Linked DNA regions of Mus musculus: all the other regions are linked to region 1. A link is a contact called in public HiChIP or PLAC-seq and promoter capture Hi-C data. All regions are on one chromosome and are shown on one strand. The core of a region is the stretch at or near the end of the contact, and the rest is flanking DNA. Distances in the headings are between cores, read along the strand shown. Region 1 overlaps Tmtc1 (transmembrane and tetratricopeptide repeat containing 1). Region 2 holds the start of Dennd5b (DENN/MADD domain containing 5B). Region 3 holds the start of Caprin2 (caprin family member 2).

Evidence for each region. Promoter capture Hi-C pulls out the DNA fragments that hold promoters and counts their contacts. HiChIP or PLAC-seq counts read pairs in DNA pulled down with a chosen protein or histone mark.
Region 2: a contact with region 1 is called in an H3K4me3 HiChIP or PLAC-seq map of forebrain, with 4 times the contacts expected there. The contact joins the promoter of Dennd5b here to the enhancer-like site in region 1. A contact is called at or near these places in 1 of 39 promoter capture datasets (the 3T3-L1 cell line), 7 of 484 Hi-C or Micro-C datasets (the AtT-20 cell line, CD4 T cells, the G1E-ER4 cell line and 3 more) and 7 of 115 datasets of contacts at active chromatin or transcription factors (differentiating embryonic stem cells, embryonic forebrain, embryonic limb bud and 4 more).
Region 3: a promoter capture Hi-C map of pre-B cells shows a contact between it and region 1, with 5 times the contacts expected there. The contact joins the promoter of Caprin2 here to the enhancer-like site in region 1. A contact is called at or near these places in 15 of 39 promoter capture datasets (the 3T3-L1 cell line, 3T3-L1-derived adipocytes, the C10 cell line and 10 more), 1 of 15 datasets of contacts at CTCF or cohesin (the NIH/3T3 cell line), 14 of 484 Hi-C or Micro-C datasets (the AML12 cell line, the C10 cell line, the C2C12 cell line and 9 more), 5 of 115 datasets of contacts at active chromatin or transcription factors (bone marrow-derived macrophages, embryonic basal ganglia, embryonic limb bud and 2 more) and 3 of 9 other capture datasets (adipose tissue, liver and macrophages).

What each region holds. Positions count from the first base shown.
Region 1 is chr6:148,257,988-148,262,576 of GRCm38.p6, reverse strand. All of the region lies in intron 13 of Tmtc1 (transmembrane and tetratricopeptide repeat containing 1), which reads left to right. The region is part of intron 1 of Gm52483 (a long non-coding RNA gene); the gene reads right to left. Among named protein-coding and RNA genes, the nearest start is that of Gm52483, 14 kb to the right of the region's middle. Within about 2 kb of position 2,121, at least 25 of the 459 cell types and tissues checked have an H3K27ac peak or open chromatin away from gene starts, as enhancers often do. A contact at or near this core is called in forebrain, pre-B cells and pro-B cells, where this site is marked.
Region 2 is chr6:149,099,411-149,103,999 of GRCm38.p6, reverse strand. It overlaps Dennd5b (DENN/MADD domain containing 5B), which reads left to right and starts at 2,320. Exons shown (of 21, transcript NM_177192.3): 1 at 2,320-2,817. The coding sequence starts at 2,691.
Region 3 is chr6:148,893,892-148,898,480 of GRCm38.p6, reverse strand. It overlaps Caprin2 (caprin family member 2), which reads left to right and starts at 2,244. Exons shown (of 19, transcript NM_181541.4): 1 at 2,244-2,463; 2 at 3,325-3,544. The coding sequence starts at 3,368.

The DNA of each region.
Region 1 (4,589 bases), core at 872-3,371:
ATTTCCTGCTGTCTACTCCTCTTGGGTGCATTTGCTTCCTTTTCTAGAGCTTTTAGATGTGCTGTAAAGCTGCTAGTGTATGCTCTCTCCAGATTCTTTTTGGAGGCACTCAGAGCTATGTGTTTTCCTCTTAGGACTTTCATTGTGTCCCATAAGTTTGGATATGTTGTGGCTTCATTGTCATTAAACTCTAAAAAGTCTTTAATTTCTTTATTTCTTCCTGACCGAGTTATCATTGAGTAGAGTGTTGTTCAGCTTCCACGTGTATGTGGGTTTTCTATTATTTATGTTGTTATTGAAGATCATCCTTAGTCCATGGTGATCTGATAGGATGCATGGGATTATTTCAATATTTTTGTATCTGATGAGGCCTGTTTTGTGACCAATTATATGGTCAATTTTGTAGAACGTACTATGAGGTGCTGAGAAAAAGGTATATCCTTTTGTTTTAGGATAAAATGTTCTATAGTATCAGTTAAATTAATTTGTTCCATAACTTCTGCTAGTTTCACTGTGTCTCTGTTTAGTTTCTGTTTCCAGGATCTGTCCATTGATGAGAGTGGGGTGTTGAAGTCTCCCACTATTATTGTGTGCAGTGCAATGTGTGCTTTGAGCTTTACTAAAGTTTCTTTAATGAATGTGGATGTCCTTGCATTTGGCACATAGATGTTCAGAACTGAGAGTTCCTCTTGGTAAATTTTACCTTTGATACGTATGAAATGTCCCTCCTTATCTTTTTTGATAACTTTAGGTAGAAAGTCGATTTTGTTCGATATCAGAGTGGCTACTCCAGCTTTTTTCTTGGGACCATTTGCTTGGAAAATTGTTTTCCAGCCTTTTACTCTGAGGTAGTGTCTGTCTTTGTCACTGAGGTGGGTTTCCTGTATGCAGCAAAATGTTGGGTCCTGTTTTCATGACCAGTCTGTTAGTCTATATCTTTTTATTGGGGAATTGAGTCCATTGATATTAAGAGATATTAAAAAAATTTTTTGAGAATGAAATGTTTCACCTCATAGTGGACTCTTAAGCATGTTCTTCGTGTATGCGGTATGCTAGCTGGATATCTTTTGGCATAATTGTTACACGTTTGGCATGGATAGCCCACCCACAGGCTGGTATCTTCAAAAAGACCAACCAGATAGGCATCACTTGCCTCCTGCAAAGCACCAATAGCTGCACTCTGGAAGCACAGATCTGTTTTGAAGTCCTGAGCAATTTCTTGCACCAGAAGCTGAAAGGGGAGCTTGTGAGTCAGAAGTTCAGTGGACTTCTGATAGAGTCTGATTTCAGAGTGCCACAGAACCAGGCCTGTAACTATGAGGTTTCTTCACCCCTCCAGTAGAGGGTGCACTCTTGTGAGCAGCTTTTGTAGCCAGTTGTTTCCTGGGTGCTTTACCATGGGTGGATTTGTGGGCAGTCTGCTTTGTATGAACCTTGTTATGGACACCTCCTTACTTACCCCCACCCCCTTCTTCTGGAGCTTGGCAAGCTAGAGGCGGCTGGCGTTAGGGAGCGGCAGCACGACAAAGGCTGCAAACACAATTCTAATCACAGGTTTTTATAGAATTGTCATAACTAATAATTGGCAGCTCCTGTCAAACTCTAGGTATAATCTCAGTTTGTTCTTGATCAACACTAGAAGCCCAATTTTCTCACTGTACAAGGAGAGGGGCGTCAAAGGCAGAAGGATACTATTGTCCGTGATGTGTCTGCTGTCATTTGGAGACAAAGTATGTCAAGAATAATATATGACATTTGCTATTGTTTCTAAAAACTTTTTAATTAAAAAATTACAGAGAAATATGCTAACCTTCAACCCTTTGTGAGCTCCAGTCTGCTCTGCTCTTCCTATGTTGCTTGCTTCTGAGAGGCAGTGGGGGTGGGGGAGCGAGTGCTCCCTTTTGTTCAGGGGTTTTCTAGCCAGAGCTTTGGCATTCCTTCCAGAATGAACTCCTGTGTGGTCTCACATTCCATGTTTTTATTACTGTTTACTTGTGCTATGATGATTTTGTATCTTAAAACCTGCTAGGGAAGAACAGATGGCAAGGCAGGCCCCCAGGAGACCATCTCTGGCATGAGCAGTTGTGCTCTGAATCCCTGTCTCCTTTTCACTTGTCTGAATGACTTGAAACCAATTTTCAGGGTGTGCTGTGTTTGTCTGCCCCTTGCCCTGGGGAATGCACATGAGTTATCTTATATAAACGGATGCTCTGCTTTTGTTGACACATGAAAGTGACCCTGATAGCTGTAGGTTCTGCTGTCAATCAATTGCCAGTCCTCTTTTAAAAGTCAAACTGAGAGATGCCTTGGAGCAGCTGCTAGCTAAACATAAGGAATGGTTTGGCCCACACATTGGTTACTGAGGCTACAATTTGCATTTTAAACATTTTATAAGTTCCAACCAGTAGCAAAATTAGAATAGTCTATAAATATTCAACTGACAGAAGTTACAAACTGTGTTTTAATACAGCCATTTCTAGACCGTTCCTCAGACATAAACATCTGTGGATTTGTGGGTCCCAGATATAAAATGACATCATAGATAAACAGCTCCTACGCACATCATTAAATTACTTAAACTTAGTGCAGTGTACACTAGCTATAGAAATAGCTGCTATACTTTATTAATTAGGGACTAAACAAAAGAAACTTCAGTATAGGCATAGTATTTTCTGAGTGTTATTTGTGTGTGTATGTGTACCAGAAAAAAAAAGATATCTAATACCTTTCTCTTTTGCCTTCTGCCTTATTCTTTTGAGTCAGCGTCCCTCACTGGACCAAAGTTTACTCTCTTGGATACACTGGCTAGCTGGTGAGTTTCTGGGGTCTGCCTGTCTTTGCCCAGATCACTGAGGTTAGACACACATGTCCATGTGTGAAACTAGAGATTCAGATTCAGGCACACAAGACGTACATATAAGCTTATAAGGCTTACCCCTGAACCGTGTTCTCAGCCTCTTTCTTGACTATTTTTGATCTGAGGTTTGTTGCACCTGCAGATAGAGAGGCACGGTGTTCTCTAAACAGTGTAGATAGGCTGTAGTCAGAAAGCCTATCTGGAATAGATGACTTCCTTGAATGTTGACTTTTTACAGTGTTTAATTAATTAAGGTGATCCTCCATGATGTATGCTTTCAGTCCTTGACAACTTTTGGCTCACAGGGAAAAGACAGCCTGCATCCCCCGGGATCACGTTTTCTCTTCACCCTGACCCCTTCATCTCTCAGAGAGACACACCCTGCCTCTGCCTCTGACCTAGGTATGTCAGGCACCTCATTGTGCAGGCATTTTCTTCAACCACCACACATCTCTACCCAGATCCGTCTTCCCTCCTGCCGTGCAGTCGCCGCCTACACAGTACCGTGTTGACCCTTTGTCTACTTTCTGTCATGTCTCCCATCACTTTGTCCTCCTGTGTATTTATTTCCTACAGCTTTATGTTATCTAACATAGCTCGGTGGGCTAATGCTCTTTCATCCACCTCCAGAATGTTTGACTCTGTAAGGGCATTTATTGTAATTATTGTAGTAGTCTCACACCTGCCAGGCTGTATGCAGTTAGTAGATTCCAGATGTGTGAGTAAATAAACTTGGAGAGTGTGCAGTCCCCACTTCAGTCCTCTCATTGAGTTGTGCCTTATTGTGATGCCCTGCCCTGCCCTGCCCTGCCCTGCCCTGCCCTACCCTGGGGTCTAGTGTGAGAAGCAGCTGTGAGGTCATAGCAATCATCTCTTACTCCATTCATTGAGTTTTTATGACGTGGCAGATCTTGAGAGTGGGAGATCTGTGCTTCAGTCTTGGAAAGACTGCATGTTTCTCCTAAATTACATTTAGTTTTTATTTTCTTCTTAATCTGGTACATGAAGATCTTGTATTTTCTAGGAAGGTCAATTCTGTCTCCCCTTTTCATCTCACCTCAACTGGTGGCCATCTGGACTGCACTGTCTGCTTCTCTCTTGTGCTGTTCTTACCTCTACATTTGCCTTTTTCTTAATTCATATTCAGTTCATGTTCCTGCCTTGATTTCATTATCAACAATGAGGTGTGTGTGTTGATTGTACAAATAGTTTCCAGCTCAGATCTTTTCTTCCAGCTCCCTAAGCAGGCAGTAGACACTGAATTACTGCTCTTAAAGAAAAAACACCACAACTTCAAGCAATGTTCAGTTATATCTACAAGTGATACCCAAGTGTTGTCTTGGGATCTCTTGATGAACTGATACCTCTTTATACACTTCACCTTTTTCAGGATCATCTTTTCTTTCTTTCTAAATCCCTTCTTCCTTATAAAACAATTCAGTTTCCAATTCCTGTCCAAACCTTGTTCACTTTTCCATTCTGCGTTGAATTATATTTCCAGAGATCTCTGTGTTTAGCATTTTGCCTGTTGCTGTGAACATGAACCCCACAAACGCAGCTCAGGGAGGAGGGGGTTATCTGCTCACCATTTGTTGGTACAGTTTGTCATGGAGGAAAAGTCATGATGGCAGGTGGTTCTGTGGTGGGAATATTTGACCACTGTCTATTCACATCTCACTGGTCCAGAAAGCAGACAGGAAGGAGGCCCAGCTATAAATCTCAAGATTTGCTT
Region 2 (4,589 bases), core at 1,071-3,570, 840 kb before region 1:
TGGCATGAACTGACCCCTTTTCTAAAACTATAAGGGGTTTGGCAACATAGTTCATCAGGGGAAGACACCTGCTGCCACGTCTGACAAGTTGAGTTCATTTCCTAGGACCTAGGATGATGGAAGGAGGGAACTGGGTCCTACAAATTGTCCTCTGACCTCCACAAGCATGCCTACACACATACACACCTCACAAAACAAATAAAATGTAATAAAACATAAAAAGCTAAATAATAAGGGATACGGTTTTCCAAGTAGCCTTTGTTATGATAAGATTTTCCTAGAAAGCCAAAATCTTGGCATAAGAAAATATCACTCCAGATTTTCTTGTAGAAATTGGAATTGTGACAGCTTGGCATGTTTTATGCTAATTAGAGGTTAAAGCTGAGATTACTGACTCCACTGAAGGTTTTCCATTCAGGCAGCAATTGTGTTAGGGACCCCCAACAGAATGGAAGGCAGTATTCTAACATAGCCCTGGCTGTTCTGGAACTCATTTTGTGGACCAGCCTGGTCTCCAAATCATGGAGAGTTACCTGCCTTTGTCTTCTGAGTGTTGGGATTAAAGGTGTTGACCCCCCCCACCAACACACACACACACACACACACACACACACACACACACACACACACACACACACACGTGCGCACGCGCCTGGCCCTTAAGGGAGAAATTTTCTTTAGTGATGTAATTACTAACAAAGTGCCCATTCTCCTATAATAAAAGCTCACCTATTCTCCATAATCAACTCTAATGAAACCCATAGATCAGAAAATTGCCTTAGCAGATAAAGACTCCCCACCAAGACTGACTATCGGGGTTTTGATCTCCAGGACCTACATCATGGAAGGAGAAAACTGACTTCTGAAACTCATTCCCTGACCTGTACATAAGCACAGAACCCCCCCCCCCACACACACACACATACATACACACACACATACACACACACACAATGTCATTTTAAAAAGTCTTTAAAATTAAAATAAGTTTGGTGAACTTATTTGATCACCAAAAAGGTTAAAGAAATGAAAGCAGAAGGAGTTGGTGTGAAAAGGAAGGAGATCAGAGGGAATGGGGTGGGACAGGGGGTACAAGAAGGTTATAAAAAGATATGATCAAAATATGTACATGAAGCTGGGTTGTGGTGGCACATGCCTTTAATCCCAGCACTGAGAAGGCAGAGGCAGGAGGATCTCTGTGTGTTTGAGGCCAGCCTGGTCTACAAATAGAGTTCTAGGACAGCGAGAGCTGTCACACAAAGAAACCCTGTCTCAAAAAACAAAACAAGAAAGTACATGTATGGAAATGTCATGATTAAATACAGTATTCTATATATGTTAATAAAACAAAACTAAATCATTACTGTTTACAATTTTATAAATCAGTTACTGCTCAAATGAACAGAAAGCATGTTTCTTGATTAGCACAAACAATAAATCAGTTTTCTGCTATATTTGACTAGCTTAGAATCTAACATCCTGCAAGAAGCCACCAACAAAAATAGAAATACTCAGTAAAATATTTTTATGTGTACTCTGTATAATAGAAGCAATAATTGCATAACATTAAATGTCCATATACATTACAGATTTCAAAGTTGGTTATTTTCCCAGTAGCACCATCCTGATACTACCTAGATTATCATCATTCTTTCCTTCACTAAAATATAAATGGCAGGTCAAGTGGGACCCAAGGTTCTATAGATACTGGAAAGAATGAACCAGGAAGCATAAATACTCCCCATCCCAAGTACAATCCAGCTAAAATGGTAAGAGAAGTCATTTCAAGGGTTCCGGAAGATTATTGGAAGGTACGATAGAAGCTAAGAGTCAATTACCCAGGTTGTTATTTACCCTCCTCATTTTTGTGTGTGTTGAGATGGAGTCTCACTAGGTAGAGAGGCTCATCTCCAACTCCGGATCCTCCTGCCTCAGTCACAGGAGTGCTGGAATTATAGATGTGAGTCACCACGTCCTGCCGGGGACTAGGATCTTAAAATGGTTTAAGCATCTGCATGACAGTTTAAAAATACGGTACAGACGTTGTGGGAAATGACCTCAGCGTGCTGTCTCCCTTTTCCAAAGCTACGTTATTGTTTAGGTTGGGTTGGGCGACATCCTCTCTGGAAGATACGATCCTGCTCTGCGGCTCGTGCTCAACCGACTGTTGGGGGCTGCACCGTGCAAGAGAGGTTTCCTCAATATTACCGCGGGTGGGCACGCACCCAGACGCGCCCCCGATCCTCCGAGCTCACTGGTGCGCGCCCCGAACCGCGCGCCACCGAGCTCTGCGGGCGCTCCCGTCGCGCAGCGCGGTTCAGTTGACCCGCGGGCGCCAGACGCTGCGCTCCAGCGGGCGCAGCCGCGGCGGCGCGGGCCTCCCTAGCTGACACTCCCCCTGCGCGCCCCTCCCCCGCCGCGGCGGAATCCCGCCCGCCCTCCGGTCCGCGCGCGAGCCCGAGGCCGCTTCCTCGGTACCAGCGTCTAGAAGGATCCCGGCCGCGGCGATTGCGCGGCCATGGGCGCGCCGGGCTCGTCCTAGGGTCGCGGCGGAGACCGCAGTCGGAGCGCCGCGGTGGCCTCCTCCGCGAGGGAAGCCTGCGACGCTTCTCAGCGAGGCTTCTCATCGGTTCACGCCGGAGAGCCTCCTCCGCGAACCCCAGCGACGGTCGCACCGGCAGCGCGGCGGGATGAGCGGTAGCAGCGCGGCGCCGGGCCCGGGCTCGGGGTCCTCCCCGGCCGCCTGTCGCTTCGCGCACTACTTCGTGCTGTGCGGGATCGATGCGGACAGCGGGCTGGAGCCCGACGAGCTGGCGGGTAAGGCCGGGCTGGCTTTGGAGGCGCTAGGGAGGCGAGGTGCGGGCTCCAGACAAAAAGTCGGCGGCTATAGCCGCGCTCCGGCTAGATGGGCACTCGTGGGCGACATAATGACATTGTTGTTAATTCCGCGCTCTGGCTAAGCCCCTGGGTGTTGGGTCCTTGTAACCGGCGCGGGTCCCCAGAGGGCCCGACCCTCCGCTGCTCGCGGGTGGCTCATGGTGCGCGGGACCGGGCTGTGCAGTGGTTCGTGAAGTTTGGCCCTGGCGGCGGATGCGGTGGTCGGCAGCTCCATGAAGGAGTCGGGACCGCGGGGCTACGGTGAGGTCCGCTCGGGCAGGAGGCCCAGCGGGATCGACCCCGACCGCTCTGGGTCGGCGCCACCCCTCCCCCTGGTTCTGCGATGACGAGCGAGTCACCCTTTGGAATCCTGTGGATTTGGCAGTGCCAGTGCCGCGAGCTAGCGAGGACCTTTGGACGCTTGGGTTGCGGCCTGATGCTTTGTTGATACCCCTGCCTGGTTCCTGAGTTGATGTAGTTGGACAATCCTCCCCAAGAGGGGCGCGCCGTGAATCACTGCCGAGGTGTCACTGGAGGAGCATGGCCCCCATTTGACGGGTTTGGTGACGCAGTGCGGGACTGAGCTGGGGAACGTACCCTGGGAACCCGGGCAGTTGAAGGATGGTAGGGACCGGGGAATGCGAAATGTAGAAAGCAGGCCGGGGAGAAATGACTGACTGAATTTTTCATTCCGCTTTCCTCCTTGGAATCTGAATTGTGATTTTTTTTTTTTTTTTTTTTTTTGGTAAGGGTGAGACACATAACGCCTACCACCAGAACTTTATTTGTGTCAGTGCTAAACACTTAGGTCATAGCCTTTCACAGCAGCTTTTTTGGAATATACCATCCCAGGTTGATTGCACTAGTATAGATTTTTTTCTCTCTTCCTTTGAGGAAAGGGCTGGGAAGAATGTATTAAATAATAAATGATAGTAAACAAAACGGGTCAGCCTTTACTAATACAGTCTCACGTCTTAATTGAGCATATTATTAAGTCAGCTTCACAGTAAAATGTTAACAAAAACTAAGTATAGTTTTAGAGGAATAATGAAATACCAAGTTTTCCCTGTATGTATAATTATATAATCCTACTGTTTCTTCAGCTAAGATTTCATGTACATGTTAAGAATAGTATAGTTAAGGGACATGAAGTTGCAGGGGGGGGGGGTGTCTGCAATAGTGATTTTGGAGAAAGAGTTTTTTTGGGCTAGTAAAAAATATATTTTTCTAGGACTCCTCTAAACAACTAGGATTTCTTGGGCCTTCTATGACAGGTGAATGATGAAATAAAAAAGCCTGTATTTGCCCTTTCCATTCACCTCAGTCTTCATAAAGCAGTATCTCCTATTGTTCTTTTGATTGTTCTTATTGTATTACTACTTAGAAGAGAAAGATTCTTGGGCCAGCGGAATACTCGGCTCAGTGAAAACATGCACTACTCTTGCTGAAGGAGGACCCAAGTTTGATTCTTAGCACCCAGATTAGGAGGCTTATAAGCACTTCTAGTTCTAGTTCTAAAGGAGCTGACACACTTGGCCTCTGAGGGCATTTTCTCTAATACACACACACACACACACACACACACACACACTTAAACAGTATAAAAATCTGAAAAAATATATTCTGTGCTAGTAATATAATGAAGGAATTGTTTTTAATTTTTTTTTTAGATTTATCTTATGTGTATGAATGTTTATGTGCATGTCTGGTGC
Region 3 (4,589 bases), core at 995-3,494, 640 kb before region 1:
TGAACTCAGGATCTCTGGAAGAGCAGTCAGTGCTCTTAACCGATGAGCCATCTCTCCAGCCCTATTTTAAAATTCATATTTACAATTCTGTTGTGCTGACGATGGAATCCTAGGCCTCATACATGCTAGGCAGGCAATCTACCACTGTACCCCACCCTCACTCCCGTGAGCCCCTCTCTTCTGTTTGTTGTTTTGTACCTAAGTGGTACAAGCTGGTCTAGATCTCGTGATCCTCCTGCCTCGGCTGCTGAAGAGCTGGCATGAAAAGTTGAGAGTTTTTCCCAATTCATTCTCCTTTTTTGTGTGTGTATGTCATTCTCCTTTTTTAATTTTCAGAAAACACTGCTGCAACATTATTGTGGGGGTATTCTCTTACTAGTGTTATTACAAGCTTATACAAACTATACCCTTATTGCAACTGAAATTTAATTATTTGTGCTTTTGTATTTTCTCTTGATTCAGCCTATGTCCCATGTTATTAAATAAATTAACAGATTTATTAGCAATTCTCCCATTGAGTAGTTAGGATTATATCTCAATCTAATGGCCCAAATGATAGTTATGGTAAATCTGGAGATTCAGGCTATCCTCAGACTTATAATCTTCCTGCCTCGGCCTCTTGAGTGCTGGGAGTTGTGTGCCTGTAAAGGTATGTGCCACAACCCCTGGTTGGAAATATTATTTTTGGGTTCATTATTAGCATAGGCCAACAAAGGCATATGCAAATATAAATGTGTCAGTTCAGTTATCTGAAGGTGTGCTCATCACAGGCTTCATGGCCACTCTGTGTGGCAAAAGGTAAGTCTATTGGTCAGTTCAGCAGCCTGTTCTTTCTCTAGTTATAAATGAGGAAAACAGACAACATAGTGTTTGTCTAATATTCAAGTTGCAGGTATAGTTCAGAGATTCAAAGCTAAAATACAACATTAAAGAACATAATAGGACAGGGAGGAGAGATGACTCAGTGGTTAAGAGCACTGGCTGCTCTTCCACAGGCCCTCCCTGGGCTCAATTCCCTGCACCCACGTGGTGGTTCACAACTGTTTATAACTCCAGTTCCAGGGTATCCAACACCCTTTTCTGACCTACAGCAGGAACCAGGCAACCATGTACATAAACATACATGCAGGTAAACATGTAATAGGTAACAAGAAGTGCCAAAGCCAAGGTGATTTTTGGGTGGTCTTGTCCAGACTTTCCATTTATTTACTTGATTATGCTTTTGACTGCCCTGTTCTAAATAATTACCCTTGCCTCAAGGATAGGACTTAAAACCAATTCTATTTGGTAAAATACTTGGGCACAAGTTTTAATTTATTAACTTTATTATTTTATTTAGTTTATGAGGTAGTGTTTTTTGTTTAGGTCTGTTCCTGCCTCCCTGGTATTAGGGAGTAATCTACCCCTAAAACCTCATTTGATACAGGAACTACCACCAGTCCTTCAGAAGCTGACATTCTTCCTGTTTTCTGTTAACTTTATGCAACCCAACAAATAACTTTTTTTTGTTGTTGTTTTTTTTTTCTTTTTTTCGAGACAGGGTTTCTCTGTGTAGCCCTGGCTGTCCTGGAACTCACGCTGTAGACCAGGCTGGCCTCGAACTCAGAAATCTGCCTGCCTCTGCCTCCCGAGTGCTGGGATTAAAGGCGTGCGCCACCACTGCCCGGCCCAACAAATAATTTTAACAACTCTTTTAGTGCCAATGAAATGAATTGCTTCATAGCGACACATAGCCTTGGCGCATACCCTCCTACTACAAAGGCTGCAGTCATCTACTCTGCTGCTCTTACAGGCTGAGTCCTCTGACTCATTCTACAATGAAAAATCATCTGTGGGGCAAGGGTGCTCTTGTATTTTAGAAGTGCCCATTTAAACCATTAGAGCCTGAAGGCTGGCTTATCTGGTCATTCTGCGCAGGACTTGCTGCCTCTTTTCCAAGAATTGAAATCATCTGCACCAGTGCTGGCTGAAACAAGCGGGCCCATCCATGCTACCAGGTGCAGTATCTCACACCAGCCTCAGGCGCAACAGAGAAGCGCAGGGAAGGTACGCGCCAAGCGCAGGCTTGCAGAGAGGGGCACCGGAAAGGACCTGTCCCTCGCAGGTCCCGGGTACCGGAAAAGGGCGGACTGTGGTGGTCTAGCGCACGAGAGGGGAGTGGGAGGGGACACCGGAAGGCGAAGCCTCCGAGGGGAGCTCGCGTGCTAGAGGGCGGGGCAGAGGACCGGAAATAGGCGGGATTTGGGCGTGGTCGCGCCGTGCGCGGCCTACATAAGTTGCGCGCGCCTTGAGGGGGACAGCTTGGGCGCGAGCAGCGGAGTTGGCTGGGTGCACTGTCGGCGGTGGCCGCAGGCTAAGCTGAGGCGGGAGGAAGGGACGCGGGGGGAGAAGGGAGTGCGGGGTGGAGTTCGCCCACTTTGCAGCGCGCAGGACTCCCGCGCGCTTTCGGAGGCAGCCGGGGAGGTGAAGCAGGACGGCGGCGGGGTGGGTGGGTCTGCGCGGCCGCGGCGGGGTGGAGAAGCGTGGTGCCCCAGCATTCTGGGGTCGGGCTTCTCAGCGGCTTTGCAGAGCGCTCTGCGTCTGGTGGGCTGCGTGGGCCCTTAGACTGTGACCCTGACTGGGGCTCCTCTACTCGGGCCCTTGGGGCACTTGAACGAGCAATGGTGTCCAGGGGCTGTCTAGCTCTGGTCTTGCTCCTTACGGGCAGGATTTCTGAATAGAGTTGAAGTGTCCGACTCCTTGGTTTCCCGGTTCCTTGGTGCGGGTAGCGGAAGGCTTGCCAGTATAGGAGTGAGTGATTGTGAGTTACTGTAAACACAACTGGAAGCCACCTCGGCGTACAGTTTGTGAGACTTGGCAGCAGTGTCCAGGGGGATGCACTTGGTTAGGTCCTGGACAGTCAAAGAGTGTTGTCATTTAGTACAAGAAACTTGGTTCACGTAGACTTTGAGATAGCTTGAAGTTGTGGCTGCAACCCTCACCCTCCGCCCCCGACCATAGAAATTATTCAGAATGAGATCAGAAGCCTTCCGCTTGCTTAGCAGTTCTCCATGTGGGGAATAGAACTTCTGGAAACATTCCTATAGTGTAAATTTTGCCTACGTATAGACTGTCTTTATTGGCTATTGCTTGTGTCAATTAACCTTAGTAGGGGAGTGGAAGTACGCTGTCTGAATCAACGTTATGTTTTGACTTCATTTCATTTTAAAGAAGCTCCTCGTTGTGCACCTTTAGTTTACATTGGTACTTAACTCCTCCTGCCCCCATCCTTTAGCCTCATCTGTTTCAGTGGTGCAACTCTCTCCATCCCTTTTCGGTTACCAGTCACCTTCAGGCCGGCCATTCAGAGGAGGGAAAAGTGGGAAGTATGAAGTCAGCCAAGTCCCAAGTGAACCAGGATCAGCAAGGGGAAAACCAGCGGGCTCTGAGCCCCCTGCAGTCTACTCTCAGTTCTGCTGCATCTCCTTCCCAGGCATATGAAACCTATATTGATAATGGACTTATATGCCTTAAACACAAAATTAGGAACATCGAGAAGAAGAAGGTAACCTTTCTACCCCTCCCATCCCTGAGTGTGCATTACCATAAGCCAGGTTAAGGATTCGACATTCTTTATATCAGAGAACATAGATCTTCTTGCAAGTTTAATCGACCTTGAGACTTAGTTGCCTGGGAACAATTAAGCATCCAGGCTAAATGTTTGCTCTGTTTGCCGACACAGCTGAATAACTATTCTTCACACATTGCTTTTGAAATATTTGAAGAGTTGGCTATTATAGGTCTGATGCATTTCTTGAGTTATATTATTGTAGCTTAGATAAGGAATAGCTTGATAGTTTAGTTCGTTTTCCTTGTGACTGTAGCAAGTGATACAGCAGTATGGCTGCTGCAGTCTCTGGAAGCATTTTACCATGAGCCAGAAAGTGTTTCAGCATTTATTATTTTTCCCCACTGCTAGATACCAGTTTAAGATTGGTGAAAGTATTGTAGACAGCTTTGTAAAGAGACTTGGATTCTTACTAGCCTAACATCACAGTTAGTTGTATGGTAAAGATTAGATAATTTCTTACTTCCTGAGTCATTTAGCCTGTGATCCAGTCATCCCAGTTCTTTGGGATGCATTGTTGGGTCGAGATTCTCATCTGCATTTGACAGATAAAGCTGAATAAGTATCTGGATCTATATTGTGCTGAAAACCTAGTAAAACCTTAGGAAGGTTGTTTTGTTTTTGTTTTTTGAGTCAGGGTTTCTCTCTAGACCAGGCTGGTCTCAAACTCATAGAGATCTGTCTATGCCTCCTGAGTGCTGGGAATAAAGAGGCAAGCCACCACCGCCTGGCAGGTAGGTTTTTTGTTTTTGATTTTATAGTGGAGAGGTATATGTACTTCCCTTGCTTTGGAAATTAGTGCTGAAGCCCTGGCTGGTAGTTGTTTCTGTTTATCTTTTTCCATACATCTTTGGCATTTGATTACTAAGTTGTTCCTGGGTCAGCACAAGTTCCTTAGCTCTGAGAACTAGTCAGTGCAAGGTCTATTAGTGGAAATTCATTGATGTTTTTCCTCAGAGCAGAAATATGTGTATTCCTGTAT